Linked DNA regions of Anser cygnoides: all the other regions are linked to region 1. Evidence: chromatin contacts called from public Hi-C data. All regions are on one chromosome and are shown on one strand. The core of a region is the stretch at or near the end of the contact, and the rest is flanking DNA. Distances in the headings are between cores, read along the strand shown. Region 1 holds the start of BCL6 (BCL6 transcription repressor). Region 2 overlaps LPP (LIM domain containing preferred translocation partner in lipoma). Region 3 holds the start of LPP (LIM domain containing preferred translocation partner in lipoma).

Region 1 (2,645 bases), core at 91-2,590:
GCAGCGGAGGAACGCGAGGATGTGCACACTTACAGGCTGGGCTGCAATAAGAACCACAAGAGCTACAGAGAATTAACCCACCGCTCGGGCGTCCTGGGAAGGAAAAGAGCGAAAGCGTCTGAAAATAAAAAATAATAAGGAAAAAAAAAAATTTACATCGTCATCCTTTCTTTTTTTTTTTTTTTTTCCTCCTCCTCGAGAATCCCAGCGTTAAGGAGCAAAGCCAAAAAAATAAAAACGCAAAAAAAAAAAAAAAAAAGGAAAAAGAAGCGCATGGGGGTGTGAGGGGGGCTTTAAGGAAAAAGCTTCTGGCCCCAAGAGTAAATCCCATCTGAGGCTGTGAGCCGAGCGTCGATGTGTTTGTCAAAAATTAGCAAAAAAAAAAAAAAAAAGAGGCAACGGAAGGAAAAATAATGAAAAATGCAAAATTCCAGTGCAGCACAGCAGGATCCTGGCTTTTTCTTTTTTTTTAAAAGGGGGGGAGGGTTGATTGTTGGAATGAGAAAGCGGTGCCCCCCCCCAAAAAAAAAAGGGATAAAAGGGAAAAGGAGAAAAAAAGGGAAAAAAGGGGAAAGGGAAAAAAAGGGGAAAAGGAGGAAAAAAGGGGGGAAATGGAGGAAAAAAGGGGGGGAAAAGGGGGAAAATGGAAAAAAGGGGGAAAGGGGAAAAAGGGAAAAGAGGGTGGAAAAGAGAAAAAAGGGAGAAAAGGGAAAAAAGGAGAAAAAGGAGAAAATGGTAGGAAAAGGAAAAAAGGGGGGAAAAAGGAAAAAACAAGGAAAAAAGGGAAAAACAAGGGGAAAAAGGGAAAAACAAGAAAAAAGGGGAAAAAAACAAGGAAAAAACGAAAAAAGTAAAAAAAAAAGAAAAAAAAAGGAATTATTATAAAAAAAAAAACATATATTTTTTCACACGCCCTCCTTCCCCCTGCATTATATTTTTGGGGGGAGGCGAGGTGGGGGGGGGGGGTGTCCACGTGCGCTCAGCCCCGTCCCCGCTCTCGCACCCGGGACCCCCCTTTGCGTCCGCGCGGCGCGCGCGCTCCCCCGCGCCCGGTCGGGCGGGCGCGCGCGCGCGCGCTCCCGCCGCCACCCCGCCGCGCCCCCACGTCACGCCGCCGCCCGCCGCCACGTGACCCCCGCGGCCGGGCGAGACCACCGCGAGGGGGGGGAACACGGCGGGGAGCGGGGGGCAGCGGGACCCTCGCCGCCGCCGCGTCCCCACCGGGACACCGGCCGGGGGCACGGGGACACCGTCGGGGGCGTTCGGGCGGGGGGAGGCGTCCCGGCGGGGCGGCGGCGGCGGCGAGGAGGCGGTAGGGGAGGTCCCCGTCCCTCCCCGCGCCGCTCGCAGTGGTAGGGCCGGCAGCTCAAATTCCGAGAATTGGGCTCTGTTGATTCTTAGAACTGGGGTTCTTAGAAGTGGTGATGCAAGGAGTTTCTAGGAAAGCCCGGAGACCAGGTGATTGCTGCTTCTATTGCCGCGGCCGATTTTACCCTTTAATTCTCTCTCTCTTTTTTTTTTTTTTTTCCTCCTCTCTCTTCCCTCCTCTCTCTCTCTCTCTCCCTCCTCTTTCCCTCCCTGCCCCGCTCTGGCGCCCAGCCGCCCCTATATATTTCTTACCCGTTTTTTTCCCCCCCCCTCCTTTTTCCCTCGGCAGGTGCCCCGACGGCACTTTTAATCCACCGAAAAAAAAAAAAAAAATTATTTTACCATCCCCTATTCCCCCCCCATCCCATTCTCCCCTTAATTTTTTTTTCCCCTATTTTTTTTTTTATTATTATAATAATTCCCTCTCCATACTAAATTAACGTGCTCCCTATTAAATTAACGCGGGGACACCCCCAACCCTCTCCTTGCACCCTTAATAGTAAAAAAAAAAAAAAAAATCAAAAAAAAAAAAAAAAAAGGAAAGGGGGGGGAAAAAAATAATAATAAAAAAAATCCCAGCCCCGGGCTGCCCTAACGGGGCCGGCTCCCGGAGGGGGGAGGTCCCCCCGCGGTGGTCCCCATGGGGTCTCGGGGGGGTTTTGTCCCCCCGAGCGCTGCTCTCCCCATCCCCGTGTCCCCCGGGGGGGCCCCGCGGTGCCCCTGCACCTGCAGGCGGCCGCAGGACGGCGGCGAGCGCGGCCGCCGGGGAGCTCCGGGGTTTTTATTTTATATTTTATTTTATTTCCTTTCGGCGTCGGTTCTCGATGGCCGGAGCTCGGGCAGCGTGTCTTATATTTTATGTATCTTATTTGTTATTATTTTTTATTCTTGTTCTTTTGCTTCTAGTGGCTGTCTCGCTCCCGGTCCCCGCGTGTGCGCCGTGTCGCGGCACCGGGCGGCTCGGCCCTCTCTCGGGGTGATTTTTTTTTTTTCCTTCCCCCTTCTCGGAGGATTTTTTTTTTACCGCAGTACGAGCGGGGGGCTTTTTCCCCGCGTCCCCCCCCCACTCCCCTTTCGGCTCCCTACCGGCTTTTTTTTTTTTTCTTTTGGCAACCTGTGGCGGGGCCGCGCCGGGATCTGTCAAAGCCCCCCGGGGGGGGCGAGGAGCCGGGCGGGGACGGAGCGGACTTTGCGGCGTTTTTGTCGGCCCGGGGAAAAGCAAGCGGCGGGGGGGGGGGGACGGGAGAGGCGGCGGGGAGGCTCGGCCTCCCTCCCTC
Region 2 (2,645 bases), core at 62-2,561, 180 kb before region 1:
GGGCTACAAGCGGCTGGCGAAGCCTGGAGGCGCCACATCTAAGCACCGTTGAAGCAGGGGCTGCTCGAGGCACGGTGCAGGAGGCGGCGTGGCCCGGGGCCGCGCGTGCACACGCAGAGGCAAAGCGCAGAGCACGAGGAGCAACACAGACCCGGACTCACCGCCCTCCACGGCTCTGCACCACCGCACACGGCAAAGGGAGGTGGCTCCTCGAGCAAGTCCCCGTGCTGAGGCTTCGCATGCTGCAGCAGCTCCATGCGCCTCCCCGTGCCCCGTTTTCCAAGCCGTCACCTACGCTGTCTGCTCAGGCTGTGAACTCCTCAGGACAGCGGTTCTTTCCCAGCACAGCAGGGCCCTGAGCCCCGAAGCTGCACTTCATCCAAGCAGCTTGTTGAAACAACGTGGATTAAAATGCAACTGAAATCTGCAAACTCGAAACCCGACCTGCCTGCAGGAACACACCGCTGCAGTCCCTTCGCTGCCTGCTGGGGTACAACGCTTTTCTGCTCACATCCTATCCTTGTGCAAACTATGTCACGCATTTTTGTCTTCCCCCGAATAACCACGTCAGTTTTGCACCTAAAAGGCCTGATGCAAATCCGTATCTCTAAGAAAACCAAACCTCACGTTGAATATTAATCCCCATTTAAAAGGGCAAAAGAAAACCAAGCAAGACCTCTGCTAGAAAGTTACATCCTAAGTTTAAAACAAGGAGAGTACAATAACAAGTTTGAATCAGCCTAAAAATACCATTTAGCAAAGCAGATGCACGCATCACTAACCAGTGGTACGAGCTGTACACCGTTTTTCACCAACATCCCTTCCCAAGTAAAAGGACAAAGTGCAGCGCTTTCTATCTGAGGCGCAGGACTCGCTGCTACGCAACCCCCAGAGCCAGCACTAAAAGCACTCTATACGTGTTACATGCTCCAAATGACAAGAGGAATGCGGGATAGTGGATCTCCACTCCAGATTCCTGGGCATGGCTTTAGTTGCCATGAATAAAACAGGAAGCAAAACATGTTCCAGGTTCCCCCCCGCTCCCCTGACTTTCTCGATGAACTGCAGTTTCCTTTCAGGAAGGAGAAAGGAAAAGGGGAGAGAAAGAGAGGCAGACAGCTGCAGTATCAGACAGATAAAAAACCATCACACTAAGGAAAAATAAAGAATAACAGGAAAAACCACACACTGAACCTTCATACAGTTAAAGCTGTTAAACTTCTGCAGTTCCCTAACAAAACAGTTAAATATTAACGTCGGAGATAAATATATCCATGTGTTACACAGCCTTTTTAACACACACACTTGCTTAGGAGACAGAAATCTTTCTTAAGCTATACTTTACTTGCTGACCACATGCATATAACCGTACCCATTTAACCCTGCAGTGCTTTGCTGCCTTGGTGCATCAGCCAGAAACTACAAGGAAGAGCCTGACTGAATGGGAGCTGGCTTAAATTATCTTTGTACCTAGGCCTGAAGAAACATTTTGCCTTGGAGACCAATCTATTAAGCTAAATTTCTGAGCTCGAGAAAGTTTCATTGGGTCCTTTTCTGTCGACTGGCGATCCACATGCCTGCCCCTACCAGCAGCCACGCACACACTTTGATGCAATCCATCTGACTAAACAAAACAGAAAATCCCAAGTTGCTTGCTAAAGCAGCAATGATGCACTTACCAGCATCCAGGCAAGCTCCTTCGCTAATACGCTTCCCTTTCGAGCAGATCAAATTTGGAACAAGGTCCAGGAGCAAAAGAGAACTGAAAACTGACCACAAGAAGCTTCCAAAACAAGAAGGACAAAAAAAAAAACAAAAAAAACCTTACTACAGGAATTCAAATCCTGCTTCCACCAGACCCTGAGTCACCTCCCCTCCCTTGCAATAGATCAGAGCAATGGGTAAACATTTCCAAATATGGAGATCAAAACTCCAAAGGATGTCAAAAAAAATCACCCTTCTCTCCCTGCCTTTGGCATGGGGATGACTTGCCCCTCTCCAGCCTGAATTCCAGGCACCGCGCACATCACCGTGGCCGACCCACGCGCAGCCTGAACTCGGGGCCACGCGGCGCCGGCACGGTCCTGGCCCATGCTTGGGCAGCTCCCGGCTCGCTGCGAGACACCGGGCATTTCCATCCCCTCCCGGGGATGCCAGGGGAGATGCAATAAGGCAGCTCCCGGAGCCATCGCCCCGCATCCACAATTGCTGCTGCAAAGCTCCCTCTCGTCCCTCGACTCACCGGCAGGAGACCTCCCAAAGCTGTTTTTTTGAGTACTATTTGAAGGCAAATAGGTGAAATGGGGCTGTGCGTATAGCAACGCTAACTCAGCGCCAGAAAAGGTGAGACCCAGCAGTCAGAGCCGCCTGGCAAGCAGGGCACAGGGCACAAGCAGGACTGCGCATGGCCTCAGGCTCCTGCTCCGCTCCAGCTGCTCACCTGGGGCAGGGAAAAGCTCCCTGAACCTGACTCATCCAGTCAGCGCCTTGCGAGAAGCGTGCATGTGATTCTGCTTCATCAGAGGACAAACAGCTCTGCAGAGAGGAACACACCCTGGACGAGCAGAGAGCTCCCCGCAGGGAAGAGGAGCCCCAGGCCAGCAGCATCCCTCGATCCCAATGCCATTCTTCCAGCCTGTAACCAA
Region 3 (2,645 bases), core at 38-2,537, 150 kb before region 1:
GCAGTTTCCACAAACTCTTAATACTTCGTGTGACCAAGTCACTCAAGTCACAGACAGATACCAAACAGGAACCCAACCCCAAAACCAAACAGCTGGGCCAAAAAGCCACCTCACGTGGGTGCAGAAATCAAAGGAAAACAAATCAGAAGAAGGCAGCACAACCCAGCCGTGGGGCCATGCTGCACCTCGAGGTACAGTAGCCAGAGCAATTACAGTGGGAGCTTTCTCCATCAACACCTCCTACTCCGGAGCACTGCCTTCTCCCAAGCACAGCCCCAGGGCGTGGAGATCGCTCCCGAACAATGGCAGGAATAAGATTTGTCTGCTTGAAAGGGGAGGGCAAAAATTAAATGGGGGGGGAGGGAAGAAAAAAAAAAAAAAGAAAGAAAAAAGCTCTGGGTGACGTAAGGGTGTGGGAAATTTCTACGTACTTACCTGTTTGGGAAGGGTGGGCCTCCCCGGGTGTATAAAAAGCTGCTGGGGCTTTGCTCTACTTATTATTTACTACCGACAGCCGGCCGGGGGTCGGGCCGGGCGAGGTGCCCGCCAGGGCAGCGCCACCCCCGTGCTCCCCCCCCACCCCCCCCGGGGCCAGGTGCACCTGCGGGCGGCAGGGCCCGGGGAAGGGGCTTTGGGGGGGCACCGGGAGCTCTTCCCACCCTTCCCCGGCCCACCCCGGGAACTGCTCCCGCCCCACCACCGAGCTCGCCCCGGGTATGGAGGGGGGGAACTGGGGGACGGGGAGGAGCCAGCCGCTGCCCCCCCCCCCCCCCCCGCCCAGCTCCGGCCGGGGGCTCCAGCTGCTGCCCAGCTGCCTCGGCGGGGGGGGCGAAGAAGAGGAAGGGGGCAAGTTATTATTCGCAACGATACCTCGGGGGGGGAGGAGGAGGAGGAGGAGGAGGCGGCGGAGGCGAGCGCGGCGGCGGCGGCGGCGGCGGGAGGAGGCGGCGGGGGTGGGCCCCGGGGCGGGGCTGGGGCCGGGGGGGCGCCCGGGGCCGCCCCGCTCCGCCCCGGCGCGGCTGCCCTCCTCTTCCTCCTCCTCCTCCTCTTCCTCTTCCCCCGGCCCCTCCGCAGCCCCTCTGCCCCCCCCCCCATCTCCCCCCATCCGGCATCCCCAGCACCCCCCCGCTCCCCCCCGTCGCCCCCTTACCTCCCCTCCGGGCGGAGGAGGTGGGCTGGGAGCCCCGAGCTCCGAGGGACGCCCCCGAAACAAAAAGCGAAAGCGGCCGCCGCTGCCTCCCGCCCCGCCGGGCTGCTGAGCTCTGCCCGGGGCTGACGTCAAGGCCCCAAAATTCCTGCCTTTCCCCGCAGGCACATTTGGCCATGTAAGGGCTGGGGCCGGGGCTGGGGCCGGGGCGGCCGCACGGCGGGGGGGGGGGGGGGGGGGGGGGGGGGCGGCGGCAGCTACCGGCACCGACCCTGCCGGCATCGCCCTAAAAGTCGGGGTGGGGAGCCCCAAAAATGCCCTCGCTATACCCCCCACCCCCCTCGCCCAGCCCCGCGGCATGCTCGTGGTATTCAACTTTTTTTCGCGAGGAAGTTTTGTGCTATGCTTTTTGGGGTGTTTCTCCCGAATTTTCCCCTCTTTCTTCCCCAGCCGCGTTAAAAAAGGGTTGGGGGGAGGGATAGGATGGTGGGGGTTGCAATAAAGGGTCTTGTCTTGCTCGGAGATGCAAAACAAAACCTGGCGAGCATGCTAAGGAGAAGGGGGGAAGGGAAACTGCATTTTCTGATCTCTCGGTGTGATTGTTTTGTGGCTATTTACAAGAACTGCAATTAAAATAATTCAGATTTTGAGTGTGATCGTTTTTATAACGGAATGTTACCCCTGGCGTAGCGAGGTTGGGTCTCTGCAGTTTTGTAGCCTGGGACTGGGTTTGCCCTGAAGAGCAGGGGAAGGCAGAAGGGTTACGCTGCGTTCAGGCGGCCGAGGGGAGAGCTGCCAAGCCTTACTCATTTGGAAAGAGATTTCTGGATGAGTTTTTAAGCGCTCTAAATGTATTTCGCTTTGACAATAAAGGGCTCTGCTGTGTACTTTCAGAAGATGTTTACAATCTTGCCCCATTACCAGCTTTAATGTCCGCAGTCGCCGCTTAAGAGCCCCAGGAGGGAAAGTCTGCGCGTAAGGACCCAAAAAAGGACGTTAAGTGCCTAAAAGACTTGAGAAGCTGAAGTATGGAGTTCTGATCCAGCCTCCCCCGCCCTTCCCTGGCTGCTCAAGCGTCTGAAACAAGGAAGGATGGACCCGCGCACTCTGGCGGATCGGAGACCCCAGAAGCTGCTGCTGCACCCTTAGGGGCACCCCTTCCCCAGCAGGCTCCACAGCACAGGAATTGTGTCGTATCCCACATTCAGTCCTTGCTGCAAATGATCTGTCTGTGGTTTATTTGGTGTCCTGTGCTGGCCTCCTGCACCAGGGGTGCTAAATTCCTGTAGAGGGACGGGGAGGACTGCCGAGGCCAGATGCCATCATGCAGCTAAATCCGTGCGAGCCTTTCAGTCCCATCACAGAAGTTTTCTAAGCACTGTGACTAGAAATACCTTAGCCTTGTCCTAGCCGCCTACCCCGTGTTTAAACCCTGCTGAGATCCAACACCAAAGCAGAATAGCGCATGAGTCACTAGGGCCCCATGCTGTAGGTGTAC

The links. Hi-C and Micro-C count contacts between places; a contact is called where the count stands out from the background.
Region 2: a contact with region 1 is called in a Hi-C map of liver, with 3 times the contacts expected there. The contact joins the enhancer-like site here to the promoter of BCL6 in region 1. A contact is called at or near these places in 2 of 7 Hi-C or Micro-C datasets (both in liver).
Region 3: a contact with region 1 is called in a Hi-C map of liver, with 2.7 times the contacts expected there. The contact joins the promoter of LPP here to the promoter of BCL6 in region 1. A contact is called at or near these places in 2 of 7 Hi-C or Micro-C datasets (granulosa cells and liver).

What each region holds. Positions count from the first base shown.
Region 1 is chr9:16,339,453-16,342,097 of Taihu_goose_T2T_genome, forward strand. It overlaps BCL6 (BCL6 transcription repressor), which reads left to right and starts at 1,341. Exons shown (of 10, transcript XM_067002297.1): 1 at 1,341-1,458. It also overlaps the pseudogene LOC136791464.
Region 2 is chr9:16,164,415-16,167,059 of Taihu_goose_T2T_genome, forward strand. All of the region lies in intron 2 of LPP (LIM domain containing preferred translocation partner in lipoma), which reads right to left. Among named protein-coding and RNA genes, the nearest start is that of LPP, 27 kb to the right of the region's middle. Within about 2 kb of position 1,312, at least 2 of the 3 cell types and tissues checked have open chromatin away from gene starts, as enhancers often do. A contact at or near this core is called in liver, where this site is marked.
Region 3 is chr9:16,191,833-16,194,477 of Taihu_goose_T2T_genome, forward strand. It overlaps LPP (LIM domain containing preferred translocation partner in lipoma), which reads right to left and starts at 1,288. Exons shown (of 13, transcript XM_067002299.1): 1 at 1,151-1,288.